Regions from separate parts of the Sus scrofa genome. Here all the other regions are linked to region 1. A link is a contact called in public HiChIP or PLAC-seq data. All regions are on one chromosome and are shown on one strand. The core of a region is the stretch at or near the end of the contact, and the rest is flanking DNA. Distances in the headings are between cores, read along the strand shown.

Region 1 (3,485 bases), core at 498-2,997:
CCTGGGCACATTAAAATTACTTTACTTGCAGCTTGCTGGGGGCTGGGTCACCTAGAGGTTCCAAGGTGGCAGGTGGGCAGGGAGAGCAGGAAGGTTCAGGCCCCTAAGGGACGTATTTTGAGGCACAGGCACAGCCCTTCTGAGCCCCATAGTGAATCTGAGCAAACACTCCAACATTTTAGGCCCGGGAGCCAAGGTGGAGGTGGGAACGCAGAGCCCAGCCCCTCTGCCCTCATGGTGTTGGGAACTCTGGCCTGGGGAAGGGGGAAAGAACTGTCTGGAAGGTGATTGGGTTACCAGGGGAAATGAATTCAGATAGGCCTTGGGAGACACACCCACTCACACACACACAGCATCTCCTGTACACACACCACTGTACACACATGCACACTTGCCAGCACACACACAGCACCCCAGGACTTGCCTGCCTAGAGAACAGCTCCAGCAGAGGGCAGACAACCTTGAGGACAGGCTGTGCCTGGACACGGTGGTGTATGCTCCCCAGAGGGGGGGGGGGGCCACTGCCCCCCCCCCGCAACGGGCCTGGGAGACCCCCATCCCCCCCGCATTGCTCTGCCCCCCCATCCCCTGCCTAAGCCCCAAACCCAGCTAAACAATGAGAAACCTAAGTCCTGCTCACCTGAGCTTAACAGGGACCCACATTCTAATTGGTCACCTGCAACATGCCTGCTAACAGCGCTCCCCACCCACTGCCCCAGTGCATGAAACCAAGCACCCCAGGCTGCTTGGAGGGTAATAGCCAAGTGGAGCACTAACCTCAGGGTCCCCCTGAGAGGCGGCGAGACCCAGCGGACGGAGGCTGCACCCCTGTCCCGGGTACACATGCATGCAGAGCAATAGCAAGGGCCACCCTCTGTTGACCACACAGTTTCGAGCAGCAGGGCCCCCAGTCCCCCAGACCGACCCAAGGGTGGGTAACACTCTCACCTATACACCCCCATCTTCAGCTCAGAAACACACACCTGCTGACCTCTTTCACCACCACAGGCCGGAAGGCCAGGGGTCCCCAGGCTCATGCAGACTCCAAAGAAACCCTACAACGTGGGGCCTTTAAGCAGGCCTAGGATGCCCAAGAAAGAACCATTGACTAGGGGGTCGGTGGGGGCTGCTGGAGGGTGCGTGATGTCACGGGTTCTGGAAAGGCCCTCGGCCCCAAAATATCTCCCCTCCGGGTCCGGAAATCCCTCCCAAACCTCTCCGAGTCACTGCCGGGCGAGGCTCCCACCTGAAGCTCTTGTCAGCTCCCAGCCCAGGGAGAGGCGGCTGACAGCTGGCCTGACAGCGGCGGAGGAGGGGCAGGCCGGGCGCCTGCCAGCCCAGCAGGGCCGCCTGAGAGCCGCTGACCGTCCCGTACCCGGCCTGCCAGCTCCCACCGGGAGGGGGCGCTCTGCCCTCCTGACACCCTAGGAGCCGGTTCCGGAGAAGCCGGCACCTCTTGGCCGAGAAGGCAGGGGTGGTCCAGCAAGGGGAGGAGCTTTAAGCAACGCCCCCCACCCCCATCCATGCCGGGGACATCAAGTCCCCGCCCCAATGGTCCGCTCGAGGAAGGCCAAGAGCCGGTGACCAGGAGGGGGTGGGAGCCCTGAGTGAAGAGAGCTGAGGGGAGAGGAGGGGGAATTAACCAGGTTCCAAAATAGCACTGCTGGTTCTGCCTGGCTTCACCCTGTGCAATGTCTGGCAGCTTCTGCTTTCGGTCTGACTCATGCCTTGTGGGGGCAGGACAGGGCGGCCAGAGCAGGCAGGGGCGGCTGGACAACCACAGGCTCTTCTCCCCCGGCTACCCGCACCCACCGGCTGGGTCCCCTCCCCGGCCCCGCCCCCGCCATGAGCTGGGCTTCTGGGAATGGTCGGTAGGGGCGCGAAATCCAGGGGCTCCCTGGCCCGGGTCCTCGCTCAGCCCTCACTCGGCCCAGGGCTTCCCCCGTGGCAGCTGCCCCAGGCCGAGAACTCGGCTTCCCTCCCGCCCTGCCCGGGCACCCAGCTGCCACCTCTAGGCCATCTCCCTCAGGAAGCCAGAGGAGATCTCTCCCGCTAAAGTGAGAAAAGACCCTGGATGGCAGTGTCCCGCCCCTCCCCGCAGGCGACAGAGCGCGGGAGCCGCGTCCACCTGCCCCTTCCCCGCCCCCAACACACACAGGTATGAGATGAACCCTGCGGTGGGCTCACTCTCAAAAGGCACACGGCGGCTCACCCAACCCTTATCTGTCCTAAAACAGCACAAGAAGCCCTTGGCTTCTGCTGAGCAGAGAGAGGAACCGATCGATCGTGTGTGGAGCTGGGTGGGGGAGGGGCACCTGTCACTCTGCTCCCCCCATTCAGCATCTCCCACCATGGTGTCCTCCGGCCTGCCCAGCTTCCCCACAGCGGTGGGACACGGGCAGCCCACCTGCAGCCTCCTTACCCTCCTCCCTGGATCAAAAGATGCTTAAGCTCCAACCTGAGACAAACCCAAACCCTCATCCTAAGTCCCCCCGTTTCTGTTCCTGGGCAAATCGTCTCCAGGGTCCCCCCAGCCCTCACACCCACACGCCTTCTGCCAGAATAAGCACAGCCACCTCCCGATCCAAGTGGGGCAGGTTCGCCCTGCCGGCACCAGGAGAGGTTTGCCCTGCCGGCACCAGCCCTGCCCGAGGGGTGGGAAATAGAGGCCACTGGTAAGCAGGGGGAGAATATCAAAAGGAATGAGGTTGGCCAGCCCCGGCCGACACCTTCCTGCCCCCGCCGCCCTGGCACACGCGCCCAGACCAAACCCGGTTTGGAAGTGAAAACATCAAGGGGAAAGGCTGTGGGTGGCGGCCGGACAGATGAGTCAAAGGGACTTGGCAGGCCTGCCTGTGGCCCAAGACAGGGTTTGGAGCATGGTGCCGTGTGTGCCCTCGCCAGGCCCGGCACCTGCCCCAGCGCTGTCTCCGGCCCTCCCTGCCCCCACACCGTGCAGGCCCTACCTGTAGGCCACCTCCTCTCCTAACTCTGCCCCTGCCCCAGACCCCAGAAGGCAGGAGCGTGGCGTGAGGGTCTGCAGGGGTGGGGAGTCAGGGAGGAGGAGGCCTCTCTCCAGGAAGCAGGCACCAGACAGGGCCTTCGACAGGGACAAAGAAGGGCGCCCATGAATACACCGACCCTCTCCACTGCACCCCATCCTGCATCCTGTTTCCACAGAGACGCAGGGGGAGAGCCCTAGGAGGCTCAGTTCCTGAATGACTAAAAGGCAGCCACGTGGCAGCCATGGGGCTCGTGGCCCCAGGAGGGGAAGAGACAGGGGCAGTCAGAGGCAGGAAAAGGAAGTCAGAAAAACCGCTACAATCACAGCCTCAGCCTGCTAGAGCCGGGAGGGGACTCCAAGGTGCCTGTGGCCACCCAGCATGTCAGCCTCGCCCTCCAGGAGAGGGCGCCTGGTGTAGCTCAGAGCGGGCTGGAAAGGCCATATGATAAGGACTGCCTTCACGCTGGATCTCTTTCCTCTG
Region 2 (3,485 bases), core at 369-2,868, 270 kb after region 1:
ACATTTCACAGTTGAAAAGCTATCCTCACGTGTGTGACACATGCCTCTTGGTCCCTGCCTGTCCGGATCCTGGCACAAAGGCTCCTTGGGGCCCCACAGCATCCAATCCCCCTCCTGGTAACCTTTCAGACCCAAAGCTCCACTATGTAAGATCCCCAAACTCCTGGCAGCTAAATGTGGCAGGTGACCAACTTTTTGCCAAAGAGATAAGGGACCTGGCAATCTGGGGTCATGTCCTGAAGAGGAAGGGTAGTGCCCCCTCCTTCCCTTTTCTCCCTTCACACTGGCTGGGTCACAGACCCAGGGGAGGGGCAGTGCTGTCTTCAACATCTAAGGGCACAGACCGGCCACAGTCTGGGAGGAGTGGGGGTCCCCATTCCTGTCCAGTGATCCAATCGCCCACCCAGACCTGCATGCAAGAAATTTCCATCCTGTTCAGGCTCCTGATTCGGGGTCTCCGTTACAGCAGCCAAACCTCTCCCTGCGCCTTTTTTTTTTTTTTTCAGGGCTGCACCCTTGGCATACGGAAGTTCACAGGCTAGAGGTCCAACCAGAGCTGCAGCTGCCAGACTGCACCACAGCTACGGCAACGCCGGATCTCAGCCTCGACGGCGACCCACACTGCAGTTCACGGTAACACTGGATACTTAACCCACTGAGCAGGGCCAGGGATTAAACCCGAGTTCTCATGGATACCAGTCGGGTTCGTAACCTGCTGAGCCACAACGGGAACTCTCTCCTGATGCCTCCTGCCTCCCGTTCCTGGTGCAATGTGTGAGAGGGACCTTCCTCCTTGTCCAAGTGCTCATCCTTGCAGCAACCTGTCACCTCACTCCATCAGGTCCGCTCTCCCAAGGGTCAGAGAGAGCCTTCTAGGAATGCTGCCCCAGCTACCGCACAGGAGGGGAACATCTCCTCCACAAAATACAACCGATTCTTCCTTCGAGTCAACCATTTCCCAAACCACCTCCTTTGTGAGAAGAGGCTCTTCCACGCTCAGGGACACACTGCACCCAGTCAGGCCAACGCCATCCTGTGGGGAAGGCAGTCAGGAGGCGCCAAAAACACAGGGGCTTCAGATCTGCATCCACGTCTCCTCTGGGCTACTTCACAGCTGTGTTACCCCTAGACCAACCTCTTAGCCTCTCTGAGCCTCTGTTTCTTCCTTTGGAAAATGTGGACGATAATGATGCACATGTGTTTGTGGAGAGAATTCAGGCTGATAAAGCTATGCAGTGGCTAGCAGTGTGCCTGGCACACAGCGGGTGCTCATTACAACGGATGTAGACGTGGGGATACTGAGGACTTGGTGGGAGGGTGCAGGGTGGCCGGAAAAGGGGTGAAGGAGAGAAGTGAGGAGAAGCAACCACGGCCGTAAAGAGGAAGAGAGAGGCAGAGCTGGAGGTGATATGAGGAGGGGGAGGGTTCCCCGATGCCCACACCGGGCGAGAGGGCGGAGGGCACAGCTGCGGTGTCTATCAGCTGCCTCCAGCTCACACAGCCCCTGGGTGCATCTCACACGGTCTCCACCCAGCGCTTCTGTCTGGGTTGGCCGCCCTCACCACCACTGCCATTGTTGCTGCACTGTCAGCTGCTGTTTCTTGCCTCATCTTCCTTCCTGCCCCTGATAGGCCAGAAGAAGGGGACAGGAAGCAGCTGCCTTGCCCAGCAACCACCCTACCCCTGTGGGCTGGAGCGGCCCGGGGTGGTTAAGAGCCCAGGCTCTGTAGACAGGCTGGGTTCTGTCCCCCGCTCTAGCCCTTAAGAGCTGGTGACCTCAGCAAGTTATGCGGCTTGTCTAATCCTTCAATTTCCTCGTCTGCACAACAGGGATAATAGGGCTGCTGAGAGGAAGGAATGAGATCATGCGTGGTGAGCGCCTAGCACAGGGTCTGGCGTTCCAGCAAGCATTCGATGAATGCTGGTGACCCTCGGGGCTGGCCTTACGGGCAGGTGACCTGGGCAGGCCCACAGAGCTCTGTGCTCAGAAGGGTTCCACCTTTGGTTTAATGCTCTGTTGCCACCACCTTGAAATTTTTTTTTTTCTTTTTTGGCCACCCTGGGGCATATGGAGCTCCTGGGCCAGGGATCAGAGCCGAGCTACAGTTGCAACCTAAGCTGAAGTTGCGGCAACGCCAGATCCTTAACCCACTGTGCTGGGTGGGGGATCGAACCTGTGCCCCAGTGCTCTCAAGAAACCACAGCAGGAACTCCCATCTTGAAATTCTTTATATGTTAATTTTTTTGTATGTGTGTACACACACACACACACACACACACACACACAGATCTTTTTAGTGCCACACCTGCAGCATATGGAGGTTCCCAGGCTAGGGGTGGAATTGGAGCTACAGCTGCTGGCCTACACCACAGTCACAGCAACACCAGATCCTAGCTGCGTCTGCGACCTACACCACAGCTCATGGCAACACCAGATCCTTAACCACTGAGCAAAGCCAGGGATCGAACCCACAATCTCATGGTTACTAGTCAGATACGTTTCCACTGCGCCACAACAGGAACTCCCAGAAATTCTTAATAATTTTTGAACAAAGCACTCTGCCAATTACGTAGTCAGTCCTGGCTATTGCTAGCATACAAGCGTTGAGTCTGCTGGCTGGGGGTGCCTGGGCCAGGGCGGCGTTGCCCAACAATCTGCTAGAGATGAGAGGGCCTTCAGGACCTCAAGAGAGCCATTTAAGTACAGTGATGTGGGACCCTGCCAGGTTGCCTGCTGGTAGGGACTAAGACGGTGGTGAGACCCCCATATACACTCTCCCTGGGCACTGGAGTGGGTAGGGGTGCCCTCCTCTCTTCAGCCAGGCCAACGGGCAGCCTTGGGAGCTGCCTGCCACTACCTTCTTCTTTTAACCCTTCTCCCACCAAGTGCAAAGGGGCAGACAAGTGTCAGGACAGACACCCACCCCTCTGTCCCCTGATTTTATCTAATTCTGTAGGTGAGCACCAAGGCCACGTACAAGCTCAGGAGTGTAGGAGATATGTCCAGAGTCCCTATATCTTTGGGGTGGTGGGAACCGGCGCTACCCTGAGGGCCCTCAGTGCCAGGTCAGGCTGAGTCTTGCTGTTCAGGTTGGAACTGGAATGGGGGTGACACAGAAGGGTGTTGATGACTGCTCCTGGTGGCCCAAGGGTTAGCCCAGCCCCTGGAGAGAGAAGTATCTGCTCTTTCTACCTCCTTCTTCTTCTTCTTTTTTTTTTTTTTTTGCCTGCACCTGCTGCATGCAGAAGTTCCTGGGCCAGGGATCGAACCCATGCCACAACGCTGACAACACCGGATCCTTAACCGGCTGAGCCACCAGGGAACTCCCTATACCTCCTTCATTATTATTATTTTTTTTTTTTAGGGCCATAGCTGCAGTATATGGGAGTCCCCAGACTAGGGGGCCAAGCCTGCCAGCCTACACCACACCACAGCAACAAGGGATCCGAGCCGCGTCTATGACCTACACCACAGTTCATGGCAA
Region 3 (3,485 bases), core at 731-3,230, 270 kb before region 1:
AGTCCGCTTCCAACAATCACTGGGTAGGAACAATTATTCTCCATTTTGCTGCTAAGAAAACGGGGGCTCAGAGAGGTGAAGTCAAGGTCACACATCTGTTAAGTGGGGGAAGCTGGGATGTGAACCCAGCCAGGCAGCCTGGTCCAGAGCCTCCAGCCCAACCACTGCTCCACACTGTGCACAGTCATACAGCCCCTGAACCCAGGATCCAGGGGGCTCCACCCCCAGTCCCAGCATTTTCTCCATCCACTCAGCACCCTGCTGACATAGCAACAGGACAAGGCATCAGGGTCTTCTCCTGACTCTTGGACCACAGCATCAGTGTATTTTCACAGTAGCCTTCGCTTTCCAATCCCAGGGGTGATCAGAAATCCAGGCCTCTCTAAAGCCAGCCAACGAACCAAACGAGGCTCTTTGAGAGTCTCCCAGCCCCTCAGCCCCCTAGCTTGAAGCCAGAGGCCCCTGCAGGCTTCGAGGATCCAAGGAGGGCAGCAGAAATCTCCTCTGCGGTAGGGGGAACCTCTGTTGGGAAGAGTTCCTCCCGAAATCAGAAATCAGCTCAGTAAAAATCAGACAGGCTCACAGGCAGGTGATGGCATCTATCAGGGCCTTCTGTCCATACCCCACTGGTCCTTCCCTATTGTTCTTCTTGACAAATCACTTAGTCTCTTGGTGACTTATTGTTCTCATCTCTAAAGTGGGCTAATAAGAGCAGCCAGAACTAAATTAGAAGATGTAGGTTCAAGAATTTTTTGAATAAAGCACTCCATGTTTGCAACTGCCACACACACACACACACACACACACACACACACACACACACACACACCCCTCTGGTTGAGTGGGTCATTTAATTGTGGCTTTTGTGATGTCCCCATCTTTTGTGTGTGTGTGTGTGTGTGTGTGTGTGTGTGTGTCTTTTGAGGGCCGCATCTGCGGCATATGAAAGCTCCCAGGCTAGGGGTCTAATCTGAGCTGTAGCCGCTGGTCTACACCACAGCCACAGCAACTCGGGATCCGAGCCACATCTGCGACCTACACCACAGCTCACAGCAACACCGGATCCTTAACCCACTGAGCGAGGCCAGGGATCGAATCCGAAACCTCATGCTTCCTAGTTGGATTCATTAACCACTGCACCACGACAGGAACTCCAGATGTCCCCATCTTTATCCCTGCACCCTTACCCCAGTAAAAAAAGAAAAATCCAGGTGAGTTGTCTATCTCTGATCTCTGGATCCAGGATACATTGACAATGAGGTGATACCAGCTACTCTGACTGCAGAGTGGCATTTGGCAATCTTTGCCCCCAGAGAGAGGCAGAGCCCCCCCCCCCTCTGCCCCGGTGGGGGCCCTGCCAGATGTAGAGGGCATTTGCAGTGTACGCCGTTCATTGAGTTACATAAATGCATGTGGTACTCAGTGTAATGGGATGAACCTAGAACCGGAGTGTTTGAACCCCTGAGTCATAGTTCTGCCTCTTACTTCCCTTTCCCTGAACCTCGGTTACCTTACCTATAAATGGAGTGTGGGAGGAGGTCCCAGGTCCCTCCTAGTCCAACACGGCGTTTCAGGATTTACTTTCTTCACAGGTCTGCCCTGTTCCTTTCTCAGGTCTTCAGGTTCTTCTGGGCTCTTCCTGCTCCCCTTTGGGTGTTGATCTGGCCCCTTCTCTTCTTGCCTGGGGAACTCTTCTGTTATTCCAGGAAATGCCACGAGGGGGAGCCTTCCTTTGGATATGGGGGTCAGGGAGGAAGTCAACTCAAGTGCAAGGCTAGGGAGGGAGTCAGCCAGTCCCAAAGGGCTCCTAGACCTGGACGGAAACAGAATGTTTGGAGACCAAGGTAGGGGGCTCTAAGCTACAAAGATCACACTCCAAGCTCTTGAAGGACTGAGACCTTGCTTTGTGTTATTTCTTGTCCCTCTGTCATATACTTTAAGGGCACATGGTGAGATTATTTCATTTGGTCCTCGGCGTCATCCATGAGTCATGCAGTGCAGCTGAAATCATCTATTGCCTCTACACTTGGGAGAACCAAAGCTCAGAGAGGTTCCAGGCTCACCCAGGGTCACACAGCCAACCTGGACCAGAGCTGTTGATGGCCCAAGTCTCCTGACCACTGGCCCAGGTCTCACTCTGCATGTCCCTGCCTCCTCCATGGTCTTGCCCCAAGCAAGACACACAGGGGCGGGGGAAGGGGTGTCTTTGGGGATACTCCTTGAATGAATGAGTGGGCCTGCTGGAGGAGGCTGCAACCTCTGTGGCACAATCCTCCTCTCTCTTGCACTGGCGGCACTGACACAGAGCAATTGACACCTTGGCTCCACCTTCTATCCCTCACTCTCACCTTCCCGAATCACAGCTTTCATCTCTCCCCACATCACTTCCATGAGAGGAAGCTCACACCCTCACCAAGAGCCCTGCTCTCCTTTCTTTCTCTTTCAAGTCTTGGTCAGGTATGTCACCTCCTCCAAGAGGCCTCCTTTGACCTCCTCTCCCACTGTGGGAAGAGTGGGCATCATTCCCCTGTCTGCCCCCAAATAAGTTTCCTGATTATAACACATCAATCATTGTTTTTAAAATTATTAGGTACTAGTCTGAGCTTCCCCAGAGAGGGAACTGAGTCTTATTCATCTTGAACTCCCAGTGCCTGTCAAATGCTCAGTTCAGGCATCAAAGACTCACCTTGGGTACCACTTCCTTCTCCCCTCTCCAGCAGTGCCTCTGCCCTGGGGACCCAAGAGTAAAGGCATCTTAAGCACATTCAGCCTGAACAAATGAATGATTGATCCTCCCCTCTTGCCTCTCCTGACCCCTCAAGTATCAGGAAAGATGACGATTCCATGTTTCTGAAGACCCCTTGGAATCCTCCTCCGCTTACTTTCAGCCCATCAAAACCACCAGCTCTCCACACCTCATGGGGAAATTGTATACAGCCAGCATCCTCCAGGCTTGGCTTCTCCAGGTGACCAAAGGCCTTCTGGTCAGAAAAGAGAGTGGTCCGTGGGAGTGAGAGGAAGGGGGTTGTTCCTTCAGTGGGGGCAGAATGCTCCTCTTCCATCTCCTCCTACTGATCAGCTTTCTCCAAGCAAGCCTCACCTCAGGTCTCCCCTCCCCTAAACCTGGTACACACTTCCCCCCCCACCTCCCCTCCCAGGTGAGTTGCAGAAGGCCTAGGACTGGATGTTTAGCAGGTAAGGTTTAAGAGGAGCCATGGGACTCTCCAAGCTAAGGGGACTTTCATTGGAGTCACCTCACTTGTACAAATGAGGAAAGAAAGGCCCAGGAAAGAAAGGTGACTCAGTCATTCTTTCATTTACTCATTCATTCAATGCATTTTTCCTGAGTGCCCACGACACGATGCATGAAGCTCTGTTCTTGGGCTGAGACTTTTTTTTTTAAGTCTTTACCTTCAGAGTTCCTGTTGTGGCTTGGTGGTTAGTGAACCCGACTAGCACCCATGAGGATGTGGGTTCAATTCCTG

The links. HiChIP or PLAC-seq counts read pairs in DNA pulled down with a chosen protein or histone mark.
Region 2: an H3K27ac HiChIP or PLAC-seq map of alveolar macrophages shows a contact between it and region 1. The contact joins two enhancer-like sites. A contact is called at or near these places in 1 of 47 Hi-C or Micro-C datasets (epiblast stem cells) and 2 of 2 datasets of contacts at active chromatin or transcription factors (alveolar macrophages and skeletal muscle).
Region 3: a contact with region 1 is called in an H3K27ac HiChIP or PLAC-seq map of alveolar macrophages. The contact joins two enhancer-like sites. A contact is called at or near these places in 2 of 2 datasets of contacts at active chromatin or transcription factors (alveolar macrophages and skeletal muscle).

What each region holds. Positions count from the first base shown.
Region 1 is chr7:36,891,339-36,894,823 of Sscrofa11.1, forward strand. All of the region lies in intron 1 of TFEB (transcription factor EB), which reads right to left. Among named protein-coding and RNA genes, the nearest start is that of TFEB, 28 kb to the right of the region's middle. Within about 2 kb of position 1,748, at least 55 of the 83 cell types and tissues checked have an H3K27ac peak or open chromatin away from gene starts, as enhancers often do. A contact at or near this core is called in alveolar macrophages and skeletal muscle, where this site is marked.
Region 2 is chr7:37,163,148-37,166,632 of Sscrofa11.1, forward strand. It overlaps a transcript of CCND3 not described here. Among named protein-coding and RNA genes, the nearest start is that of TAF8, 18 kb to the right of the region's middle. Within about 2 kb of position 1,619, at least 34 of the 83 cell types and tissues checked have an H3K27ac peak or open chromatin away from gene starts, as enhancers often do. A contact at or near this core is called in alveolar macrophages and skeletal muscle, where this site is marked.
Region 3 is chr7:36,621,546-36,625,030 of Sscrofa11.1, forward strand. No RefSeq gene overlaps it. Among named protein-coding and RNA genes, the nearest start is that of NCR2, 78 kb to the left of the region's middle. Within about 2 kb of position 1,981, at least 4 of the 83 cell types and tissues checked have an H3K27ac peak or open chromatin away from gene starts, as enhancers often do. A contact at or near this core is called in alveolar macrophages, where this site is marked.